Linked DNA regions of Sus scrofa: all the other regions are linked to region 3. The links are chromatin contacts, called in public Hi-C maps. All regions are on one chromosome and are shown on one strand. Each heading gives the region's core, a stretch centred on a gene start, on an enhancer-like site or on the middle of the called end of the contact. The rest is flanking DNA. Distances are from core to core; before and after follow the strand shown. Region 1 holds the start of LOC100514282 (prolyl-tRNA synthetase associated domain-containing protein 1). Region 2 holds the start of CCDC85A (coiled-coil domain-containing protein 85A). Region 3 holds the start of CCDC88A (girdin).

The links. A called contact is a pair of places that touch in the nucleus more often than the background predicts.
Region 1: a contact with region 3 is called in a Hi-C map of alveolar macrophages, with 1.6 times the contacts expected there. The contact joins the promoter of LOC100514282 here to the promoter of CCDC88A in region 3. A contact is called at or near these places in 1 of 5 promoter capture datasets (liver), 9 of 47 Hi-C or Micro-C datasets (alveolar macrophages, embryonic fibroblasts, heart right ventricle and 4 more) and 2 of 2 datasets of contacts at active chromatin or transcription factors (alveolar macrophages and skeletal muscle).
Region 2: a Hi-C map of skeletal muscle shows a contact between it and region 3, with 4 times the contacts expected there. The contact joins the promoter of CCDC85A here to the promoter of CCDC88A in region 3. A contact is called at or near these places in 3 of 47 Hi-C or Micro-C datasets (heart right ventricle, liver and skeletal muscle) and 2 of 2 datasets of contacts at active chromatin or transcription factors (alveolar macrophages and skeletal muscle).

What each region holds. Positions count from the first base shown.
Region 1 is chr3:85,945,232-85,949,178 of Sscrofa11.1, reverse strand. LOC100514282 (prolyl-tRNA synthetase associated domain-containing protein 1) reads left to right here and starts at 1,601. Exons shown (of 2, transcript XM_003125134.6): 1 at 1,601-1,753; 2 at 3,317-3,835. The coding sequence starts at 1,670. The coding sequence ends at 3,748. CCDC88A (girdin) reads right to left here. Exons shown (of 39, transcript XR_002342714.1): 32 at 158-400. MTIF2 (translation initiation factor IF-2, mitochondrial) reads right to left here and starts at 1,562. Exons shown (of 16, transcript XM_021087524.1): 1 at 1,311-1,562; 2 at 158-243.
Region 2 is chr3:85,647,823-85,652,198 of Sscrofa11.1, reverse strand. It overlaps CCDC85A (coiled-coil domain-containing protein 85A), which reads left to right and starts at 2,345. Exons shown (of 18, transcript XR_002342946.1): 1 at 2,345-2,522. It overlaps PPP4R3B (protein phosphatase 4 regulatory subunit 3B), which reads right to left and starts at 2,135. Exons shown (of 17, transcript NM_001244675.1): 1 at 2,101-2,135; 2 at 1,639-1,883; 3 at 250-305. The coding sequence starts at 1,780.
Region 3 is chr3:85,808,691-85,812,758 of Sscrofa11.1, reverse strand. It overlaps CCDC88A (girdin), which reads right to left and starts at 1,716. Exons shown (of 39, transcript XR_002342714.1): 1 at 812-1,716; 2 at 612-712.

The sequences.
Region 1 (3,947 bases), core at 352-2,851, 140 kb before region 3:
AACTGATGCTGAGATAGCAATGGATAAACAATGCAGAAGGGGGAACCTAGTTTGCAAATTAACTTCTCTATGCAATTCAGGCAGACATCATATATCTTGGAGGGTTGATGTAAAAGGGAGGAAACTGGAAAGAGTGGGAGGAATATTCATGACTTACCTGAGAATAGGGGGTGGTTTGGAGCCAGACCACTCCTTTTCAGTCCTTGAGTGGGCTTTTCCAGTTGTTGTCATGGCAATTGTCAACTGTCAGGGACAATTGGTGGGTGCCCTCATTTAGCATGCTGATGTATTACAGTGAACATACAAAGCCCAAGGTCTACTGGAATTAGATCTTCTGCCATCTTGCGCCTAGTTAGTTCTAACAAGCACTTATTTTTCTTTTTGCAACTTCCTCCTGAAACTTGGATAAGAGTTTCCATTCAAGGGAGAGGCAGGTGTGTGATTCTGGAGCATTGGTAACAATGAGGCTTAATCTAAATCCATAAATTAAACTCTAGTGGAATTTTAGGCCTCATTCAAGCAGGGAGTGACAGTTTTGCAGGATAGTGTAGCAGCCCACAAAGAGGTAGGCAGAGTGTCTCTGAAAGAGGTGAGTTGTGGCTGTCACATTTAATTATTTCAAAGGAGAGGAGGCGTTTCTGTGGTGGCTCAGCTGTTAGGAACCTGACTAGGATCCATGAGGATGAGGGTTCGATCCCTGGCCTCTCTCAGGGTTAAGGATGGGCGTTGCCTTGAGCTATGGTGTGGGTCACAGATGCAGTTCAGATCATGCGTTGCTGTGGCTGTGGCATAGGCCGTCAGCTACAGCTCCAATTCACTCCCAGCCTGGGAAATTCCACATGCCTTGGGAGAGGCAAAAAAAAAAAAAAAAAAAAAAAAGGCTAGGGATTTTGTCTTCTTTTGTCTGTAGATTCACAACCTCAGGGAGTTTCCCTGGTGAAGGTCGTCCCCCCCACCCCTCCCACCACCACTCCTCCTAGGAGGGCATAGAAAGACGGAAGAGGCTGGGCAATACAAGTTGGTGGGTGGAAGTTTTAGTAAGTAAGGGAATTTATATAGGTGGTCTTTCTTGGGCGCTCACCCAGCAGAATCTTAAGGGTTTATAAAGAGGCCTTGAGGAGGAGGTGTGCGTGTTTAAGCTACCTCAAAACTGCAGGTAGTTTCAATAACACAGGCTGCATCCTCTCAAGACAGAATCCTTCAACTAGTACCTGGCACAGAAAATACATTACAAGGACAGAGGAAGGGGTAGGAGCCTCTAACTGCCTTGATAAACCTGCTATGGCGTCCAATCCATGCCCAGTACTCACTGAACTGAATTGTTAGCTGGCTGTGATTCTGTTTAAATGGAAGATATGCTGGAAGTAGGAAACCGAGATTATCGAGGGCTGTGAGAATGCAGGCTCCTCCCTCTGCTGGGACACGCGGTAAGGAACCCTTCAGATTTGGTAAGGCTGTCCTTGCGGACCTGGATGATTTCCAGGAAAAAGCCAAAGCCACAGAAAAGAGCGAAAACGCCGCAACCCCGCCTCCGGAAGGTGCCTGCTCTCGGCTGGCAGCACCGACCCGAGTCCTTCCAGGCACTTCCGCTCGGCCTGCAGCCCGCCGGGTGGGGGAAGGCCACGCCCAGTTCCTCTTCCGGGTCTCTAGCTACTGCCACGAAGGCAGCATGTCAGGCTCAGAGTTGCGCGCGGCGCTGGAGCAGCGGCTCAGTGCCCTGGCCATCCGCACAGAGATCGTGGAGCACCCGGAGGTGAGGCGCTCTCGGTGGGACGGCTGCAGGAGTGGGTGGGCTCCGCTGCAGCGTCTGTCCCGCGAAGTCGCTAAGGCTAGTTGGCCCAGGGGTAGTGTACCTTAGAAACGTACGTTTTAAGGCATTTGCCGGGATCCAGACTACATCAAGGGACCAGAATGCAACATCAAAGGCCTGTCCACGTGGGCCTCGTATTGTAAAAAAGGTTATGTTTTCCTCTTGGAGTGACTTGATTTTCTGTGGAGAACTAGTGCAACATATTAGGAACTCGTGTGGAACTCGTTAGGAACTGGTGTGGGATGTTAGTCAGTGTGTCCACTTTATGGGTAGATACATTTGCCCAGCAGTAAACTGCTTCTCCAGTGGCTATGATGTATCAGGCATCATGCATACATGACACCAAGATATTTTTATTTATTCATTTGTTTTTGGGGCTGCACCATAGGCATATGGAAGTTCCCAGTCCAATGGGAGCTAGAGCTGCCAGCTACGCCACAGCAATGGCAGGATCCGAGCCACGTTTGGGACCTACACCACATCTCCTGCCAATCCGGGAACTCCAACCCACTGAGCGAAGCCGGGGATTGACCCTACATCCTCATGTATACTAGTCAGATTCCTTTCAGCTGCGCCACAACGGCAACTCCAGAGTTTGGTATTTTTAAACATAATTTAGTGTATTGATGGGCAGATACTCTGCAAATATCTCACCTAGCCAATATGTAACCTGAGTAGTGTAGGGACATAAAAGTTTTTGCCGGAGGCTTGAGTAACAGCTAAATGATAATTAGCTAAATATGGTGATGGTTTTTAAAGGGTATAGAAATACATTAAAACTGTGTCATTTTCCATGACCCTTCCCTTTCCCTTATTTTGGCTTTCTCTGGCCACATTTGTGGCATATATTTCTCAGGCTAGGGTCCAATTGAAACTACAGCTGCTGGATTACAACACAGCCACAGCCACATCCAACATGTCTGCGACCTACGCTGCAGCTCACAGCAATGCTGGATCCCTAACCCACAGAGTTCGTCCAGGGATCAAACTGGCATCCTCATGGATACCGGTTGGATTCTTAGTCCACTGAGCCACAACGGGAACTCCCTTCCCTTCCCTTATAGTCCACATACTCTTCCTGTTTTTTTACTTTGTATATTGGGCAGGTGTTCCTGCCCTCTCACCTCTGCAGTTATCAGTAGAGGGGAGTTTGTCACATGGTCTGGATGTAATGGAATGCCAAGAAATCGGAGTCTGGGCTGCTATAAACTTTACCAAATTTTAAGGGAAAAACAAAGGATTTTAGGAATGTGAAGGCGTGGCCTAAGAGAACTGGCTTAGAACAGAGAATAGAGAACTGGCCTAGGAGAAGTTGCTTAAAGTCCTGAGATGAGATATTATTGGGTAATGGACTGGGAATAGGTCTCTACCAGTGAAATCCAGGGCACTTGAGTAACCTGGATTTTAACCTTGCTGTTTTCACCCATCAAGCAAAATACATACAAGTGTAGTGTGCAGTATGTATATACATGCATGTTTTTAAACTTCTCATGTGATATCTTACAGGTGTTTACAGTTGAAGAAATGATGCCTCATATCCAACATTTGAAAGGAGCACATAGTAAGAACTTATTTCTTAAAGACAAAAAGAAAAAAGGCTATTGGCTGGTGACAGTTCTTCATGATAGACAAATCAATTTAAATGATCTTGCCAAGCAGTTAGGTGTTGGGAGTGGAAATCTGCGGTTTGCTGATGAAACAGCCATGCTAGAAAAACTGAAAGTTGTCCAAGGCTGTGCGACACCATTGGCACTCTTCTGTGATGATGGAGATGTGAAATTTGTTCTGGATTCTGCTTTTCTGGAAGGTGGACATGAAAAGGTATACTTTCATCCAATGACCAACACTGCAACCATGGGACTGAGCCCTGAAGACTTTCTCACATTTGTAAAGAACACAGGACATGATCCCATAATACTAAATTTTGATAAAAACTAATTAGGCTAATGCTTAAAATACATTTATTCCTGAAAGGTGATTTTCTTGTAATTTATAAAGAGCATTAAAAGTCATATAATATATATAGCACCTTGATTTGGGGACTACCTAAACTATTTTAGGGGCAATATTTTACTTACTTTTTTCTAACGGCCTCACTTGCAGCATATGAAAGTTCCCAGGCTAGGAGTTGAATCTG
Region 2 (4,376 bases), core at 1,096-3,595, 160 kb after region 3:
CAAATACACTGTATTCTAATATAATCTAAATTGAATTTGGCTCAATTAAAAGATAATAAATTACTGCCAGAACAAAAGCTTTCATTTTTCAGTGAAACTTTTTCATCTGCAAGGGAAATAACATGTGCCTATAATTTAGTTTACCAGACATGTTTTTTTCTGGTCAGGAAAGCTTTCCCATCTTTCTCAGATTAATATTTCCTTGATCAAGGATGAAGTCTTTCAAATTAAAGATAAACAACTACTTGCCTGTTGTTTCTGATATGCAGTGTTTGGATTTATCTTTGATTCCAAGAGTAGTGATCCTGAAAGTTAAAAAGACAGTATTTATAAGGTTTAATTTATAAAACCCTGAATAAATCATGAGAATACTAAAAAACCTTTTTCTCCCTCCCAGCAAGACACCTTAAGTAATCAAATGTATTCCATTTTACATTTTTCTCTCAAGATCTGGGCTTCGTATTTAATTTTGAATATATCACCCCATTCCCATATACCCTTAAAGGAAAAAAATTCATCTACCACCACCAATGTTCAGAAGAAGAATATACGGAGACTAGATTACTTATTAGAGTTTTATTGAAATAAAAATTTTAAGGTCTAAATGACCACCTGAAGCCAAATTCTTTTTAACAAAGTTATTTTATTGCATTTCCAGTTTAACAAATTAAACAAATTACAAAGGACCACAACAGGGATCTAAGTACTTAGTACACAAATTACAAAACTGCATTTCTTTTTCTCCTTAGGAACAAAAGGAAGAACACCTTATGTAAAAACAAATGTCCATGACTATTTAAAATAAAAAGGAAAGTGCGAGAGTACAAAATATGCCAAGAATAAACCAAAGATTGCTATTTTTCTTTTATCTGTACATATCAGTTGTTCAAATCTAGGCGTTCAGATTACAATGAGAAAAGTGTTTTAATTAGGGCTCAACATTTTATAATTTAAGAATATTTTACAGGTGACTCGTACAATAAATCAACGAATACAAGTTTACAATCTGCCTGGTGTCCTAACTTGTTTAGGGTGTAAAGTATCCACTTTTTCACAGCACTCTCTACAAAGGTAGCCTGGAGGGATCCCAGACTGAAGATGTATGTGCTTGTGCGTGCATGTATCTTGTCAACAGCCTGCAATAACCCCAGGAAAAGGTGCCTCTTGTTTTTCCCCAGCACCTGTCGACTGTGGCATCTGAAGCTCGTTAGTAAAACGAGTTAAAAAAAAAAAAAACACGCAGAAAGTAAAGTTTCACTAAGCCTTTTGTACCAGGCATATAATGGATAAAAAAATAACGGGAGTCGGGGACGGTCAGCTCCCCCGAAGGAGATTCACTACCTAGTCTTCCATCTCTTCCTCCCTTCTCTCTCACACTTTCCCCTGCTCAAGAGGCGAGACTGGAGAAGAACGGGTCAAATGTTTAACAAGGATGGTAGGCGGGGGAACAGAGAATCGGCGTCTGACCGAGGGTAAATCCAGACAAAGTTGTTTCCTTCAACGCACTGAAGTGCACGCACAAAACCAATGCGCTGTCCTAAGTGGTTGTAGTAACAGTACCCGGCCCAGGGCCTAAACGCCAGGGCTGTGCCCAAACCGGAGGCATTGTCCCCTATCCTACGGTTCCAATAACCTTACCGTCGGACTCTGCCCGAACCAGCAGCGACATCCCCTTGAGCTCCTCCACATAAGTGGAGGAGACGTGCCCGGTGCCTCGGTCGTCCCATTGCCGGTCTTCGTTCAGGGTATAGACCTTCACTCGCCGCCTCGTATCCGACATGGTGGCTGCTGTCCCCACTACTCCAGCCGCCGCCTCCTCGTTCACCTAGTCCGCCTCTCTCACTCTTGAGAAACGGTAGCGGCGGTGGCGGCAGCGGCGGCGGCGGCGGCTCCGGAGAGGCCTGAGTTCACCATGGCTCCCAAGGTTCAGCCGCGGGAAAGGACAACACGAGCCACTGAGACCTTTCCGCCTGGAGTCCCGGTTTCCTCTCACTTCACCCCCGCTCACACCCACCCTCCCCGCCCTTTGACCCCCAGAGCTCTCTAGCTCTCCCGCCGCAGCCACCGCCGCCGCCGCCGCCGCCGCCGCCGCCGCCGCGGTAACTGCTACAGATCCGCCATCTTGTAACCCGATTCTCTCTGCCTTTCTCTTCCTCCTCCAGCAAGCTCGCACGGGCTGTCCTAGCAGGGGCTACGGCGGCCGACAAGTCCAACATGCATCGCCTCGGTTTCTGCATGCGCTTCCCGGGCTGGACCGTACTCGGTTTTCTCGCGATGCAGGGTACTGGGCTGAGGTGGGAGGGCCTAAGTGCGACTTTCTCCTCTCTCGACCCCGCCTACTGGCGCGTGATCTCGGCTGGGAGGGCGGTTCTCGCGAGCCTCCAGTCACGGCTGGTACCGCGAGACTCTTCTCTGTGCAGACCGCCAGAACCGAGTTGTGGATGCGGCTTCCGGCGGTTGCTGTCTGTGACAGGCGTGTGGAAGAGCCAAGCTCTGTGGAAAAAACAGAGCAAATCTGGGAGGTACGCATCCTTGGACAGGACTTACTCTGAGCCAAAGGGAAGAAAATGTGCTCGCACTCCTTAATGGAAGCTCACCCTGTCAGCCTGTAGGAGAAAAACAGTTAAAACCTCTTGTCTGTGAAGACTTTAGGAATTTAAAATGTCTAATGCGACCCCAAACCCACTGCAATTCGTAGTGGAGTCTGTTATAGTTAAGCATTTCCTCAGGAAGTGTTCGTGTTTGTCCAGAAGATTGTAACATCGTACAAAGGTGTGACAGTTTCTTATTTCCTGCCCAGGCGTTTTGCCGTTATGCTTTTGGTGGCTGGCCATTGGAAAGCATACTTTCCGCTTTGTGAAAATATGGTGTTCTTCCCTAATTTGTAATCTCGGAAAATGAGTCTTCAGATAAGTTTAGGGAACTGGCGGGAACTACCTGCCTAACTTATCTAAGCATTGTTTTTGATATTTTTGAGTTTCTCTTCCTGGCATTTCTTGCATTCTCTCTCGGGAAGACTTCTGCACTGAGGAAGAAATTCTTTTGGCGTTTACATTAGTTGTCAAACAACAGATTAATTTTCAAACATTGCACGGTGGATACGGGTGAACTGAGCAGTCATTTATTTCAATCCTTGTTTTCTTGATAGACTCCTTTTATTCGTTTTTTTAAGGACAGTTCTTGCCGCTAGCTCTTTACAGCTCTTTAGTCTGAAAGGTGAAAATCAGGCGAAATGCACGTTTTGCTGCAGCGCATCTTGGGAGTTGTAGTCATCCTAATCCATGGTTTGTCGAAACGTGCTTATGTTTTGACTAGATCTTGTGTGTACACCCTTCCGCATTGCACTGAAACGTGAGAATGTTTTAGAGCAGATGCCTGATAAAAAATACTCATTTCAAAATCTGGATACATAGGATTCGTATAGGATTTTTTTTTTTTTTTTTTAATCTAAAGAGGACCTAAGAGGAGTTCCCGTCGTGGGTCAGTGGTTAACGAATCCGACTAGGAACCGTGAGGTTGCGGGTTCAATCCCTGGCCTTGCTCAGTGGGTTAAGGATCTGGCGTTGCCAGCGTTGCCCTGAGCTGTGGTGTAGGTTGCAGACGCGGCTGGGATCCCGGCGTTGCTGTGGCTCTGGCGTAGGCAGGTGGCTACAGCTCCGATTAGACCCCTAGCCTGGGAACCTCCCATATGCCGCAGAAGCGACCCTAGAAATGGCAAAAAGACAATTAAAAAAAAATAAAAAAAATAAAGAGGACCTAAGAAAATATACTTGAATTAATACACGTAGCAATAGAGCCCGTTAATTGCTCTGATCGATGTGGACTAAATGTGTTTGGAGTCCAGAGGAAATAACATTTCTGTCTTGGGTCAGAGAAGGCTTCACAGATAAATTTTGGGTCTGATGTTAGAGGATTCCCTGAGTGTGAGTTTGGCTTGAAGGGTATTCAAGGCTGAGGGGGCTAGGTGAACAAAGTCGTAATGTGTTACTGGCCTAAAAAATCTTGTATGTGTCATGTATTAAGTTAAAGGAATGAGAACTATACAGCAGCCACTTTGACTATACATGTTAAGAATTTAATACCCTACAAATAAGATCTAATACTGGAAAAAACTGAAATAAGTCATTTCTTGTGTTGAATCATTTAACAAGTATTTGATGAACATGTACTATGTGCTAGACAGTGAATAAATCGAAGAAGTTCCTCTTCTCATGGAGCTTACATTTTAGAGCAGGAAGATAATAAACAGATGCCAGGGACTGATAAATATTATGACCAAAAACTAAGAGTAGCAAAAGGTTAGAGAGTGGGTTTGAGAGAGGTAATGGTGTTTATTGAGGAAGGTCTTGGAGGGGTGGCATGCAGCCATGGATTTC
Region 3 (4,068 bases), core at 467-2,966:
CTAAGAATACCTTAAGATGACCTCTCAAATATTAATCTAATAATTCACACAATAAATCACCTAATCACATTAGTTATTATATGCATATAAATTACTTGCTACAGCAACAGTCCTCACCAATCAGAACTGTTGTCTGAAATTCTCTCCTCCGAAATCTGTTATTACTTCATCAGTTTCAAAATTTGAGCCATTTATTTTTAGACACAAAGGTTAATAAGAAACATTTCTGCACCAAATGCACATAACTTCACAGTAAAGGCTTTTTCCCCCCTTAGGAAACTATTCTAATTCTCCTCCTCATTTTACCAAATTATCAAAGAGGACACAACGTGGTTTGGATTTCAGCACTGAAGACAATAAGTGACAATGCACGATTTGCAGAAGGGAAAATTAAAGTTTCACAATTTTAACAGGCATAATTACTGGTTGTGATAAATGGGCTGGGCGTAAGATTACTACTCCTTTCAAGGTCCAATTCTAAAAACCACCTGAATTTTTCCGTCCAAAGAACTAAATTAGGATCTTAAAATACAAAGTCTCTAAGTTCACAGTATGCCATTTAAAAAAAAAAAAAAAGAATTGTCTAGAAAGAAAAAAAGAAGAACACTTACATTTGGAGCATAACTTGGTTCAAGAATACCCCATCCACCAAAGCCACATATTCGTCCAGGTTGGTCACATTTCCTGCAGCCAGAGGTCCAAACGTTTTAACCTAGAACAGAATGATGATCATCACGACACGAACGCCCACCTCCATCTCTGCAGGCACAAATAATGCAGCTAAATACACAAAAAATAACGCCCCACTTACCCAAGTGACCAAGGGACTGGTCATGAACTGCTCCAGAAGGGGAGTAAAAATCTCGTTCTCCATTTTACAGATAATGTACTTGAAAAAAGGAACTATCACAAAAATAAGCCTAAGGAATTGGTCACTAAACGCTAAAGTGAGTAGAAATCAATTAAAGTCCATTTTGGCATAGGATGAAAATCCCATCGTGGAGGGGAGAAAAACTCTCCCACCTCAAAAAACACCCCAGGGGGAACCGAGCTGAAATCCTGGTAAGCGGATTCGATAGCAACCACGAGCGGTAGCCTGCGCTGGAAATGTCTGTACCGGGCGAGGAGGGGCAGAGAAAAGGCATCTGGAGGAGGAGGAAGGGAGAAGGGGCTGGAACAGCAAGACAAAAAGCCCGTCAAGGTTGCCCAGCTCCTGGAGGAGCCAGACCTGCGAGGCTGCCCCCAATGAATTAATCCCAGTGTGGGATAAATGAAATCTCACGTTAGATACTACGTTAAAGGTTCTTAGCTGCCGCCAGGCTCGACCTCCGCGTTCTCCTCAACACGTTCCACCCACCAGTGGGCATGGAGCCGCTTTGACCCTCAGAGCCTCCCCAGCCCGCAGCCCCTCACCAACGACAGGCAGGGCTCGCCCCTTCCCCCCGAGCACACACCATCCTTTCGCCGACCCTGAGCCTTGCCGCCTGCCCCCTTCCCCTCCCGGGGGTGGGGGCTTGAATGTGTGTCCCTAAGCCCCCAGTTTCCCGAGCCCTGCCAGCCTTTTCAGCGCGCCTCTGGGAAGCCCTGGCACAAAATCACCGCCGCGCTCCAGCCTCCTCCTCCGCCCTCTCTGGAGGAGCCGGAGTAACGGCCTCAGAACCGCAGTGCCGCATCACACCCCGCTCCTCGCCTACCAACCAGCGCCGCCAGCCCGCCGTCAAAGAGAGCGAGTGCTCCTTCCGCGCCCATATCCTTCCGCCGGCTCCCCGCCCCTCCCGCGCCGCAGCCTCTGGATTGTGGGAGAAGAAAAACCGCTGCATGAGCGCGCTCCCGAGCGCGCGCACCCCGGCCCGGCCCCCGCCGCCGCCCAGATCCTGGCGGCGGGCGCGGCGTGGACGCGCGCTCGCTGCAGCTGCTGCGGCGGCCCGGGCCTCGCGCGCTCCCAGGACGGTTGCCAGGGCCTGGGGGGCGGGGATGGGGAAGGCTGAGGAAGGGGTCTCTGTCTGCTAGCTCGTTCTGCCTAATTATGGTTTATTTCCTCCCTGAGTGCCTTCTTTGATGTGTGAAGGAAAGGGAACGAAATCCCTCCCTTTTAAACATGAGGGATGCAGACAGCTTTTTTCGGACAGTTAGATTTGATCTGTTAAGCGTGATCTCTCCAGCAAAACGGAATAGGAAAACTCACTGCAGTAAATCGCAAACGACGGACCTGAGCTGGAAAGTTAGTGGGTTGTTTTTTTTTGTTTTGTTTTTTTTTCCTTTTTTCTTCTCCTAAACACACACACACAAAAACAAAAAACCAGTCCACGAAAGCAGGCATGCTCTTCAAAGTTGCAAGTGCATGTAGTAGGATTTCAAATAACCAAAGTCTTAAAACGTGTTGATATTTCCTGACTGGTGCAAACGTGATTCAGACATTGTTGTTTGACTATTTGGTGATTGAAAAAAATCCAAACAAAATCAAGAGCTACTAAGAGGAAACATTTGGAAGTCATCCAATTTGGGTGACAAATAAACAGATTACATATTTGTCATAAATCTCAATGCTGTGCACGACTAGAACCATCAAAGTAATTTTAACAGTTCCCCAGCAAAATCAAGTGTTACTCCTCATTTTGAAGGAAAATAAATATCTTTTCCCTGGGACAAAATGTCATGTAAAACAATTTTTTTGAGAAAAAATATATTATAGTTTTCAACGTGTGCCGTTTACATTTACATAAATATCTGCTTTGAATACTTATATTTTAAATTAGCAGTAAAAATGTTTTTGTCATAACACTAAATTAAGAACAGCACAATTTCTTAATTAGGTTGTTAAGAGCCTGGGCTCTAGAGTCTTCCTGCCGGATTCAAATCCAGGCTCAGATACTTAACAGCTGTGTGAGCATAGGCATGTCTCTGAACCTCTCTGAGATTCATTTCCTTCATGTGTAAAGCAGGGTTAAATTAATAGAGTTAAATTAAGTGGCAACTTACAGTAAGTGCTTTGTAATTGTTATTGGTGGGTTTTTTTTAATCATTTTTGCACTCAAATTAAAAATCTTGAGGAAAAAACTTGAAATGCAACCTCTCTTACTTCAGTTGCAGGAGAAAGAATCTTGCTTTAGAAAGCAGGGAAATGTCCTTCTCAAATCATCTTAATTAAAATGAGGATACATTCATGTGACACTTAGCTAGGTGGTATTCAGAGTAGAATCTTACATTGCCCTGGCCTACCCATGACTTGGGTCATCCTGGTTGCTAGCAATCTTTTCCTTCTGCTCTTGATGACTCTTTCTTAATCACAATCCTTTATTTGGAAACATAGACCAAGAGTGAGCAGGCACCAAGAAGGAAGTATTGATTTCAGGAAGAGTCTGATGCCCAACATGTCCACTTTTCTTTGTAATCCCTCAGAAGCTCAACTAAACAACATGGAAGTGTTCATGCCTGTAGTGTGGTTTATCTGCAGACAAACCAGAACTTCTTCATTCATTAAAAAAAAAAAAAAAAAAAACCATCAGGTTTAACACCAAGTCCAAGTTAAGTGCATTTGGGGCAGCAGTGACTGAAGAGTCAGCACAGGAGTTGTATGTTAAAATGTCATTTCTTGCCCTCTTTACATTTAGTAGCTAACCCTCACAGAAATCTGGATTCCCCTTTAGAACCAGATGGCCCCAGATGCTTCCTGGTCTATCTTTAGGCTTTACACACACACACACACACACACACACACACACACACACACTCTCCCTCTCTCTCCCTCTCTCTCTCTCTCTCTCTCTCTCTCTCTCTCTCTCTCTCAACAAAGAAACATGAGGAGTTAATTGTAAAAACAGGAAGCTTTAGACCAGACTGAGGTCTGGAGTAACTTATTTGAAAACCTATGAATTCACAATTCCCTAGTTCAACAGCAGCCTTAGAAATTCTCTATGATCTCTCAAGAGGACAATCAGGAAACTTCTCTGTCTGGTAAAAGAGGAATTGTACATTATACACAGTTTAATGGTCTTTGGATTGCAACATCCTGTAATATTAAATCCAAAAGTTTCCTCCTATCCTCTTTTCACTTTGGAAGAGAGTTCT